2 separate regions of the Mus musculus genome follow, and region 2 is linked to region 1. A link is a contact called in public promoter capture Hi-C data. All regions are on one chromosome and are shown on one strand. Each heading gives the region's core, a stretch centred on a gene start, on an enhancer-like site or on the middle of the called end of the contact. The rest is flanking DNA. Distances are from core to core; before and after follow the strand shown. Region 1 holds the start of Cfap65 (cilia and flagella associated protein 65). Region 2 holds the start of Inha (inhibin alpha).

What was found. Promoter capture Hi-C pulls out the DNA fragments that hold promoters and counts their contacts.
Region 2: a promoter capture Hi-C map of pre-B cells shows a contact between it and region 1, with 5 times the contacts expected there. The contact joins the promoter of Inha here to the promoter of Cfap65 in region 1. A contact is called at or near these places in 2 of 39 promoter capture datasets (hippocampal neurons and pre-B cells) and 1 of 115 datasets of contacts at active chromatin or transcription factors (embryonic stem cells).

Annotation. Positions count from the first base shown.
Region 1 is chr1:74,931,917-74,937,818 of GRCm38.p6, forward strand. It overlaps Cfap65 (cilia and flagella associated protein 65), which reads right to left and starts at 3,683. Exons shown (of 33, transcript NM_001039495.1): 1 at 3,605-3,683; 2 at 1,154-1,322; 3 at 1-112. The coding sequence starts at 1,282.
Region 2 is chr1:75,503,705-75,509,606 of GRCm38.p6, forward strand. Inha (inhibin alpha) reads left to right here and starts at 3,373. Exons shown (of 2, transcript NM_010564.5): 1 at 3,373-3,814; 2 at 5,630-5,902. The coding sequence starts at 3,544. It overlaps Obsl1 (obscurin-like 1), which reads right to left and starts at 2,748. Exons shown (of 20, transcript NM_178884.5): 1 at 1,509-2,748; 2 at 1-262. The coding sequence starts at 2,520.

The DNA of each region.
Region 1 (5,902 bases), core at 2,433-4,932:
CCCAGCCTTTCCAGTGCAGCTTCTCGGCGACCTCGATGCCCCAGATCACCCTCTTTTTCACATCATTTTGCCTCCTTATGAGGCATATTTTCCTGTCCAGGGGATCTACAAGCTGTTCAGGTGGCATAAAAGGAGAAGAAGTCGAGACTTAGGAAACAGACCAAGATCTCGCAGCTTCATCCTGCTTTTAGCACTTATGGGGTGATGAAAGTCCCTCACCCTTGGGCATGGCATTGCAGGATATATGATCACAATGTGAACCCCAAGATTGTGTTGTTTATTGGACAAACCTATTTCTAGCTGTGGTGTGGCTCAGCCTTAGCACACACCTTTAATTCCCCTGGCTGGAATACAGACGCGGCCTTAGTACATATCTTTAATCCCAAACAATGAAGGTAAAGTTTGTAGAAGGAAGAACTCACATTTAAAAGTGCTGCCTAATTCAGTAGCAGACAAAGCGACAAATCAGAGAAAATATTTGACAGACTAGGATATGCCCAACTCTCACGAGAAGAGAGGGGAAAGAGAAGCCACTTGAGGGACAGTGTAGAAGGTGGGGACAGTTTTTTGGGAACAGTTATAGAGAGACAGGTTGCAGAGAGAGAACAAGCTAGATCCAGGTGAAGACAGGAGGAGCCAGAGAATGAGAAGGATCCAGAAGTTTAGAACAGATTGCCAGAGTTAGTTTGAGGTTAAGCAGAGCAAGCCAGGAGAAGCTGAAAGAATCCAGTTTGAATCAGTCAGTGTGGAGAGAAGTTAAAGCCAGAATAGCTGGGTTGAACCAGCCAGACAGAGATCAGAAAGAACTAGAAAGGGTGAGCTTATTCAGCAGCAAGTCTCAGAGGCTGGAGACATTCTAGGCTTAGGTTGTACAGAGGCTACAAGCTTCCAAGACGAGGCCCAGGTTAGCAGACTGAGGCAGTAAACCTTTGAGATGACAATTACCTTAGGGGGAATAAAAGTTACCTTCACAGAACCATATGGGAACCATAGTTCCCAGCACTCAGGTCTGCCCAGGGCTCCATCTAGGGAGGGTGAGTGCCAGAGTGTATATGGGAAAGTCTGTCCCCCAGACGTTCACCCTATTGTACTGTGACCATGGCCCCCACTTGGTCTTGCCACACTTGATCCACCACCCCAGCCATACCCTCACCTGGGTGGTGACACTGCTACTTCCCAGTGTGCTGGCACTCAGGCACAAATCTTCATTCACAGTGTTCATTGTACAGTCACAGTTCTCCCTGGTCCTCGTGATGTGGCATTGGTTTTTCTGGATGAGCATCTAGCAAAGCCAAAAATCCCTACCAGATCAGCAGACGAGTCTGGAGTTGAGAGGAGCAGAGGAGGAAGTGAGAAAGAGAGTTGGTAAAGAAGACTCTTCCTAGTTGAGATGGAGGAGGAGTTTGCTCTCTGTTTTGACAAGTGCTATTGCTATGAGGTGGCGCCTTGAGGCACGAGGCTGAACAAAAGGCCCAGAGCTTTGCTCAGTGGCCTAAAGTACCACTCCAGAAACCACATGGAGGAGGGATTTTGGAATAAGGCTGGTGTAGCCCTTTTCTTCCATGACTACACGTGTTTTAGTTTGCTTTCTATTGCTGTCACAGACACTATGACCAAAAGCAACTTGGAAGAGCAAAGGGTTAATCTTCTCTTACAACTCTCGGGAAAGTCAGGGCAGGAATTGAAGACAGGGACCTGGAGGCAGGAACAGTAGAGGAACACTGCTTACTGGCTTGTTCTCCACAGTCTGTTCAACTTGCTATTTGGTTGGTTTGTTTGACTTTGTTTGTTTTTAGACATAGCCTCACTAAGTAGCTTCGGCTGGACTTGAACTCTCAGAGATCCCATTGCCTCTGCCTCCCAAGTGCTGGGATTAAAGGTGTGCACCACCACACCCAGCAGTGCATCTAATTCTTTTTAATTTAAATTTTTATTTGTGCGTGCATGTGTGTGTGTGTGTGTGTGTGTGTGTGTGTATGTGTGTGTGTGTGTGTGTGTGTGTGTGTGTGTGTGTGTGTGTGTGTGTTTGCCACATGCAGGTGGTACTGGTGGAAGCCAGAGGGGGTATTTGATTCCCTGGCTCTAGAGTTAGAGGCAGTTGTGAGTCACCCAATATGTGTATGCTGAGAATGAATATCTTAAGCACTGAATTTTCTCTCCAGTCCAGCACATCTTATATTCACAGTTTATCTCAATTCAGACCACCCAGATTTCAAGTGCTCAATAGTTAAAGTTGCCTAGTAGCTACTACACTGGACAGCAAAGCTGTAATACTTATTTTTGAACTTATTTCTATATTTCACATTGTTTAGTATTTTTTTTCACTTCTTTAAGTAAGATTGTCCATATCCCAAATAGTATCAATTTGACTAACAATCCAGACAGTATTGTGAGGTTTTCAACAGATATTTTAATCCCTACAGTTGTTTATCGTTACATGTGATTTGCCTTCTTTTCCTTGTTTTTCTTTTGAGACAAGGTTTCTCTGTGTAGCCCTGGCTGTCCTGGAACTAGATCTACAGACTAGGTTAGTCTCAAACTCTGAGATCCACTTGCCTCTGTCTTCCAAGCGCTGGGATTAAAGACATGAACCATCATGATTGGCCATGACTTGCTTTTAATTTAACCTAAAACATCTCCTTCTTCAAGTTGGTGGTTAATTAAGGTCCCCATGTTATAATGTAACAATCTCATGATTACCTTTAGCAGTTTACACATTTCCCAAAGACAATCTCATTCTCTCTCCACCAGCCAGAGAAACCCTCTGTTGGCTCATTTGTTCCTAGAAGGTTCTCTAACACTGGAGGAAACCATTTCAAGTTACTGTCCTCATCCCATGCATTCCCTCACAGAGCATTTACCAAACAGGTCTGATACAGCAGGTACTTGTACAAAACAAGCTTCCTACCTCCAAATGTAAAGTGGGTGTTCAGACAGAACCCAAGAAATGCAAGCTGCGGGTGGGGAGGAGAGCTGTTACTTTTCTGTCCTTGGATAGCTTTAGGTCCTGTCCCTAGTCCCTGATCTCTCAGACATCAGGGGATTCAACAGACAGTCTGCCTTGCCTCTCTGAAAAAGTCCCCACTCAATACACCAATCTATCTCTGAAAGGCTAGAGAAGAGACAAAATAAGGTAGAAAAGTGGTCCAGCCGGGACTTAAGGCAGGAAGCATGGAGCCTTTCCGGGAACAGAGAAGGTCATTTGCAACATTTTGCTGTGAAAAAACGTGCAGTTGTGTGTGTGTGTGTGTGTGTGTGTGTGTGTGTGTGTGTGTGTGTGTGTGTGTGTGTGTTTGGGGGGGGCTTGTTTTAAACCAATTTTCTAGTTTCGGGGGTGGGGGTATTTTATCAGTTTCTTTTATTTGCCTAATTTCTGATCTTAAAATTTTACAAACGACAGGTGAAAAAACCGGGAGTAGGGGTGAGGGTAAGGAGTGGTCAAGTAGAGCTGAGGAAGGAAGCCTTAAAACGAAGGGAACAAAATGTACTTATGGGGCTTCTCAGGGTCTCCTGGCCCCCGCATCTAATTAATCTCGCCCACAACGAAAGGACTTTCTGAAGACCCGCCACGATTTCCTGTAAAAGGGGTTTTTAGTACAGATACCGTTCCTTGTTCCTCTCGCTGGCCTCCAACGTTTAGAACTCATGCAAACGCTGTGCTAACGTCTCCGTAGATACAGGACGCTCGGGACACAGCGTCTTTTGGTATCCCATGGCAACGACGGCAACCCAAAAGAGCCAAGGTTCAGAGAAAGCGAATGAGTCCGTTTCTTTTTGTTTTGTTTTTCTCTTCATTTCATTTCTTTTCCTTTATTTTCTCTCTTTTTTCTTCTTTCCTTTCCTTTTTCTTCTTTTTTCTTTAACTTTCTTTATATATTTTTTTCTTTTTGTGCTAAGAATTAAAGCTTTGATCATCACTAAGCTACACACCCAGTCAATGCCTGCTCAAATTTAATCTCCCTATGTTAAGTATTGAATCCAAGATTTTCCCTGCTGTAGTACCAACTGTGGTCTTTTTCCATTCCAGACAAGGTAAACATGGTTCCCCCAATTTTCATGGTGTCCTGGCAATTACTTTATTTGACCACCTTATTCATAGATTACTGTTGGGCTCAAAAATCATAGATTGCCTGAATGGGAGTCATTCCTAATCTCTTGAAGTAGACTGATCTAGACTCAGAGCCTCATTCCCTATGATCATGATGGTTCATTGAAAACAGCCTCTGGTTATTTCTTACTGCATAGGATTTATAAATGTGCTCCTTCTGCTGCCGAAAGAGAACACCTTTGGCATTTTCTTCCAGATATCTTTTGGTCTGAGACCAAAGAAAATTAACTTGTTTGAAGAGAGACAAAAGTTAATGTATGAAGAAATTCTTTTTTGTCTGTGCACTGGTGTGCACGCTGTGAGAAAGGTATCATTGGATGAAGGCGACGTAGAAAAAGCCAAGAATCTCAAAGTTCATTCTTCGGCAATTAAAGAGTTTTACTGCCTGAACAGTGAACCCATTCCTCCTCAGAATGAAAGGGGTGTGGTGTGGTTATAGAGGGAGAGCTCAGAGAGCTGGAAGCAAACCCAGAAAATAAACGAGCAGTTTGGAGGATTGGGGTTCACTTGTGGGAGGTAGGCGATGGACTGAGGTGACAAAGTGACCTGAGTTGGCTTGAGGGATCACATGAGCGGGGGAGGGCAGGGCTGCTGCAAGGGAGGTCCAGGAGGTCGGTTAAGTCATGCCAGCCCAACTAAGCCTGGAATTCTTTGGGGATTAAGGAACGTGGAACTCAGTGAGTGTCTCGCTGGTTTCTCAGAATCTGAAGGCTGTACTTTGAACGTGATGACGTTGATGCTATTTGGAGCTCCTGTAATGATTTCTCCCTTTTTTTGTTTTTCTTCAAGTTCTTCTTTTTTTTTTTTTAATCAGTCTGACTCAGCTGGACCTTATGGACAAAAAAAGTGGGGGGTATAAATGACAATAAGTGAATGAATGATAATGAATGTAATGGAATAATGAATGATGAAATGATGAATAGAAATGAATAAACAAAATTTTCCTTTTCATACTTATGCCAAAAAAAATTGAGAATACTTATGCAGGATTTGGGGGGGGACCTCAGAGAACCCAATAAGAAAAAACTGATGATAAAGAAGTCAGATTTTTTGAGCCATGTGTTCTTTGGTCTCCTCTCCTGAGGAACCTCTTCCCAGCATCTTTTGATTATATATTGGTGAGTTCTGGGTTAGGACAGTGGAAGGACAGTTTCTTTTGTTATCAGGTGCTGTGGTCTGCGCTTCTCTGGAATTATAACTGGCAGCTCTGAGCAGTAACTTCAGCTGATGTGAGGACTCCTAAGGAGAGGCCCCCACATACTGGACTTTGCTCAGGAAGTTGAGTACCCAGGAAGGCTTGGTTGGGTGCTGGGTGTGAGGAGAGGGAAGCAGACAATGGACTTGCCTTGGAAGTCCCCTTCTCAGTAGCTGAGATAGCTTAGAAGATGCTAGGCATTGGATCTGAGTGGTCATGTCCTCTTTAGGCCCACAGACACAAACGCCATTTGTTTCAAGGCTGTGAATGAAAGTGAATGATTCAGGAAAATTATAAGGACCAAAGTATTGGAAAAAGTAAGGATAGATGAGAGACCTGAGCTCTCTGTCTGAGGCCTGGGGCTGGGGGACAAAGCACACAGTTAGCAATTTGGGCTTTACTGCATACACAATATCCTGTTTCCTTCCTGTATCTTCCTGTATCTTCTCATCAGCTTCCCCTGGAATAGAGAAGATTTCAGACTGGAACCAGACAGGCCTGGGATTAACCTTTGTTAATTTCTGGCTGTAAGGCTTTGAAAAAGTCACGATCTCTCTGACCCTTGATTCCCTTATCTATTTGTTGTGGATAATTTCTTC
Region 2 (5,902 bases), core at 2,123-4,622, 570 kb after region 1:
GTCACATTGGCCACAGTGCGCACTCGGCCCCGCATCTCGCACAGATAGACGCCATCATCATCGGCCTTCAGCTTGTGGATGACGAGGCGTCTCACAGCGCCCTCCTCGATCTGCTCGTACTTGCGGCAGGGTAACAGCCGTTGGTCCTCCCGGAACCAGGCGGTGGGAATTCGAGAGTTAGGTACTTTACACTCCAGCACCACAATCCCGTGTTCCCGACCCTCCACATCCTGCAGGGGCCGGGTGAACCGTAGGCGGGGTTCTGTAGAAAGAGAAGGAGAGAAGGCTCAGGAGCAGGAGCAGGAGCGAGAGACTAGCTGAGGAGGATAACACATACTTGCTCTTCCTAGCAGGCTAGGAATGGCGGCCGAATTCCCAGCTAAGTTAGTTGGCCTAATTCCCAGCCTGACCCCGATATCACCTTGGACACGTCTTATAACATTTCTGGGTCTCAATCTGCTCATGTGTTAAATGGGGGAGGGGAGGCGGCAAACATTCAACCAGATCAGTGGTTTTCAAACCGTCCCTAACACTACACAGCATCTCCCAATTCTTCAAGGATCTGCATTGAATTTCATTTTAATATAGCATTCTAAGCATTTCAAAACCATATTTCGGAACTTGGAAACCACCAGAGAGTTAACTTGCTGAGGAAAACAAGGTTTGGCCCCACTGGGAGAAGTTTCTTTACTTTCTTGAGGACATTGCAGTTTCTCACTGGCCTGGCAAGTCTGAGCAGGACGCAGTGAGGACACTGTCACAGCTCGGATACCACACACTTGGTTAAGTGTCAGGCAGGACTCAAGGGAACTTCCCAAGCATGTTTTCCTTGAAGGAACAAGTTGGGCAATCACCAGTGAAAATGTAACCCCTCAAATCGTGGTGGTCAAGTCCTATTAAGGGGAGCCTTAGCTTCCAATGTGACTCGAGAGTGCCTTGTTTTCTCTGGATTTTCTGTTCATGGGTACTGAAAACGTGTAAGGTCACCTCTCCCCCCCATCTCTTTTGCTTTCATCTTCTTTGAAACTTAAAAGAATCCAGACTGGCTGGTGTTTTTCCTCTGACACATCCACCTCTCCTGTGAATGAGCAGTGGCTGCTGGGAGGTTTGCACCAGCCTTCCTAACAGATTCCGGGCCCCCGAAGCTGTGAACACAGCCTCCACTCCAAATGTGTGTTTTCAATACAGCAGCCCCCTTTTTCTCACCGATTAGCATATTATAAATTTAGCCCTAGTTATTTACTCCCACAACATGCTCCTATTATTTTACAGATATTGCTACCAATGGGAATCCAGTTGGGAAAGAAGGCCTAAAAGAAAGAATAAAGGATAAGAATGTTCTAGGATTGTTAAGATTTACACAGTCTATTCCTTGGCTTAGTGGTTTTTACCACCTGGGTAGCTGGCTAAGAAATTCATCAGTGTACTGGAATTCAATATTCCTCCGGACATGGGGGTGGACATGAGCAAGAAGGACCTCTGGGGGCACTGGAAGCACGGTGCTCTACCTTTCACGTGCAGCTGGACCGCGCTTAGGGTCTGGCCCGCCGAGTTGCGCGCCGCGCACACGTAGAGCCCACGGTCCTTGGCCTGGCAGTAGAGCACCTTAAGTACAAAGCCGCCGTCGCGGTCGCGGTACATGAGGCGGCGGCGATCGGGGAGCAGAGGGCGGCCCTCCAAGTGCCATTCGATCTCGGGCTCAGGTTTGCCCATCACGTAGCAGCGGAATTTGGCGTGCTTGCCCTCGTTCACCCAGAAGGTCTTGGGCGCGCCTTTGAGCGGCTCCAACACGGGTTTGGGGTTCTCATCGGGATCCTGGGGCGGGCTCTCGCGGGGCTGGTGCACCTGGAGCAGCGCGCCCGCCTGCGCGTGGCCGTGCGCGTTGCGGGCGTGACACACGTACACCCCGGAATCGGGCAGCCGTGCCGCCAGGATGCGCAACGTCAGGCTCGCGCCCTCGTCACTCGCGCCGCGGCCGGGCTCCAGCTTGAAGTGGCTGCTGTCCCATACTTCGTCCAAGGCCATCCCATCCTTCTCCCAGTACAGCTTGGGCTCCGGAAGGCCTCCCACCTGGCACGTCAGCACCACCTCCTCCCCTCGCAGCACCCACTGGGACTGGGGCCCCGTCAGGAACTTCGGGGCGCCCTCCCCGGTGCCCGGTGTTGGCAGCGGACACTCGGAGGACTCGGGCTCCGGCTCGGGGGCCGGGGGTTCCAGCACGGTGACGGCGGCCGCCGCGTAGGCCTCTCCGGCCGCGTTGCGGGCGCGGCACACGTAGACCCCGGCGTCGGTGGGCAGCGCGCCGCTCAGCAGCAGGCCGTGCTCGGCGCCGTCCTCCGGAAAGCTTAGGCGCTCGGAGGCCACCAGCTGCTGCCCGCCTTTCTCCCACACGACAGTGGGCGGCGGCTCTCCCAGGACCACGCATTTGAGCTCGGCCTCCGCTCCACTTACCACCCGCACGGGCCGCGGGAAGCGTAGGAAACACGGGGGGCTCCCCTGATCCCCTGATCCGGCCTTCATTGCGGCCGCTGCAGATGGCTCGCCTGGGCGCGCGGGAAGGCCGGGAGCCGAGACCAGGGCGTGGCGGAGCGGGCGCCGGGACCGGTGGGACTCCTGTGACCGCTCGCCTCTTTACCCTGGACCCTGGCCGCAGCCCTGCTACGCGGCAATTCCCGGGCCGGGAGCCCAGAGCTCAGGGGGCTGTCCTTCCTGTTTGCCTGCTCAGCGAGGGGCCCTACAGCCTAGACTGCCCGCGGCCGGGCTTCCTGCTCTTGGGAGTCTCTCTTTCCAGCCCCCTCCCACAGCCTGGGCCTCTTTCTCCTCCCTCCCTCCCACCTCCGGCCTCCAGGTCTCCAACTGCGGGCCTGGCTTGGGCTTGAGTGACTTTGTCGCCTGCAGCTGCCAATCCCAAAAATATTCTCTGATGACACAGCTGGAGGACAAGAGCTCAGACTGGCTCCTCCAGGCTAAGTATAGAGCAGGCGGGACCACCTGCCCTCGGCCCAGAGCCTCAACCCTAGGTCTACCCTCCCACGTTGGCCTAGCAGCTGCTAGGATTGAAAAGAGCGCCAGAAAGTCTGAGGGGGGTGGTGCATTCTGTCCTTCTGACAAATGATTTGATGACTGGTCAACCTTAAGCACCCAGGCACCTGTGGTACCTGATGTAGATTCTATGTGTGTGTGTGTGTGTGTGTGTGTGTGTGTGTGTGTGTGTGTGTGTGTGTATTTGAGGAGTGGGTTGTATGCTTGCCTGAATGGGTCAGGTCACTTGGGGTGAATACCCATCACAGCCCCTTCCCCCACATTCTTGGCGGGAGTGGGAGATAAGGCTCAGGGCCACAGACATCTGCGTCAGAGATAGGAGGTCTCAATGCCATGGGCAGGGGCGACTGGGACTGTGGGGCGTGGGAAGGACTGGGGGAGACTGGGGTGAGAAGGGTAGAAGAAGGCCAGCAGTGGGATGGGGAGGGGACAGTGGGGAGGTCCTAGACAGAAAGGGCACAGGGCAGCGTGTGGGTTCCCTGTCATCAGGGCAAGTGAACTATGGTGAGCCAGCGGTCTCTGCTGCTCCTTTTGCTGTTGACCCTACGGGATGTGGACAGCTGCCAGGGACCCGAACTTGTCCGGGAGCTCGTCCTGGCCAAGGTGAAGGCTCTATTCCTAGATGCCTTGGGGCCCCCAGCAATGGATGGGGAAGGTGGGGATCCTGGAATAAGGCGTCTGCCTCGAAGACATGCCGTTGGGGGTTTCATGCACAGGACCTCTGAACCAGAGGAGGAAGATGTCTCCCAGGCTATCCTTTTCCCAGCTACAGGTAATGAAGTTGGGGATTGGCAGGTCAACTTTGAAGAGTAGCCGGTACCTACTTCATGGGCTTGGGAATCAGGCAGCTCTGGGTATGAATGGCAGCCCCACAACTCAGCTGGCTTTGCGGCAAGGGGCCAGTTCCTAAGCCCCTCTGATCGACATCAAACAGGTGGTAGCCTCTACCTCAACATCAGATAGGTGGTAGCCTCTACTTCTCAAGCGGGACTGATCCAGTGAGCCTAGCATGCCTGGAATACAAAAGGGGAAGCTAAGGCTCTGTAGAGACAGCTTCTGTTGCTGCCTGTGGTCTGTCCTGCGTTTTGTGCCCCCTACTCTCCCCAAGCCCCATCTGGCTCACTCTGAGGTCTCCTCGCTTCCCTGCCTTCATCTCCAGGCAGCGTAGTAGTAGTACCGAAAGTATGGATTTCATATCAAGTGGAATCCCAGTCTTGCCACTTACTAGCTGACTGTCAGCCGCCTCAGTGTCTTGTCTTGAGAATGGATCAGTTGTTAGAATTTGTAACGCGAGGGACTGTGTTCTAGTACGGCCCCAATTGCAGTCTTGACTACAGCTGGCCCATAATATTTCCCATAGTCTGTGTCCACTGGACCAGAAATGGCAGCTACACTTCCCTGGGAAGGGCTGACCTCTGCTCTCTTCTCCTTTCCCTTCCATTCTTTCTCTTTTCCTCCTCCTCTGTCTTCGTTAGTTTATGCATATGCCTGGAAATGCGGGGAGGTCAGAGGTTGACCCTGAACATCTTCCTTAGTCACTCTCCACCATTGTTTTTGAGTCAGTCTCTCACTGAACCAGGACCTCACTAATTAGTTAGCCTGACGGGTGTCTGTCTCCTCGGTCCTGTGAGATCGCATCCAGTTCTTTATGTCGGTCCTGGGATTGAACTCTGGTCCTAATGCAGACACAACAAGTACTTCAACTGAGCTGTCTCCCTACCCTGTAAGCTGTCTTTCAAAAACACGGTGCCTTTAAGAAATTTATCTTTTCAGGGCGAGGGGAGAGTATAGGGGGCTTTGGGGATAGCATTTGAAATGTAAATGAAGAAAATAATTTTAAAAAGAAATTTATCATTTAAAGTTTCTGACATGCTGAGATGGAGCAAAAGCAACAAAACACACCCATGCACCCAAGGTGTGAGAATCACTCCATGGTATCTGATGTACACTACCATAAGCTGCAGCCGCCAGCAGCCACGGGTTCCTGGCTTCCTGAAAGGAAAGCTGGGGATGGATGGCGAGGAAGGGGCGAGAAATAATGAGCCAAGATAAAGTCCTCTGATCAAGGCTCAACTTTAATATCCTAATGTCTGATCTTTAAAGGGAGGGGGGAATCCATCCCCCACTGTGCCAGGATCCCACTTTCTCATCAGGAAGACAAGCTCGGCTGCTCAGCAGGTAGCTTCTTGCAGGAAGCTGCAGATGTGCACAGATGTGGCAGACAAAACTTTACCTAGGTAGGAAGACTTCACCCTAGGTGAACTAGCAACTGTGGCAAAGAAGGTCTGAGCCAGCCAGCCTGCTCAAGGCTGGGGAGGGCACAATAAGCTTCATGAATAGACCTGAGGATGAAGTAGACAGTGAAATGGACTCTTACCCATTGCCCTTTATATTAACTGGTAAAACCCCTTGGGAGAAAATTTACCAATGTGGTGTTTTGATGATGAATAGAAAATTGGGGAGCCTCTGTTAGTTTTCCCAAGACTCCAGGGGGGGGTGTCTAAGTCTAAGTGACACTCGATTTTTGACATATAGTCAGCAAAATCAAGGCTACCCTCTCTTTCCTTTTTCTGCCTGTCCCCTGCAGGTGCCACCTGTGAGGACCAGCCAGCTGCCAGAGGGCTTGCCCAGGAGGCTGAGGAAGGCCTCTTCACTTATGTATTCCGGCCATCCCAACACATACGCAGCCACCAGGTGACTTCAGCCCAGCTGTGGTTCCACACAGGCCTAGGCAGGAAGAGCACAGCAGCCGCCAATAGCTCTGCGCCCCTGCTAGATCTTCTGGTGCTATCATCTGGGGGGCCCATGGCTGTGCCTGTGTCCTTGGGACAGGGCCCGCCACGCTGGGCTGTACTGCACC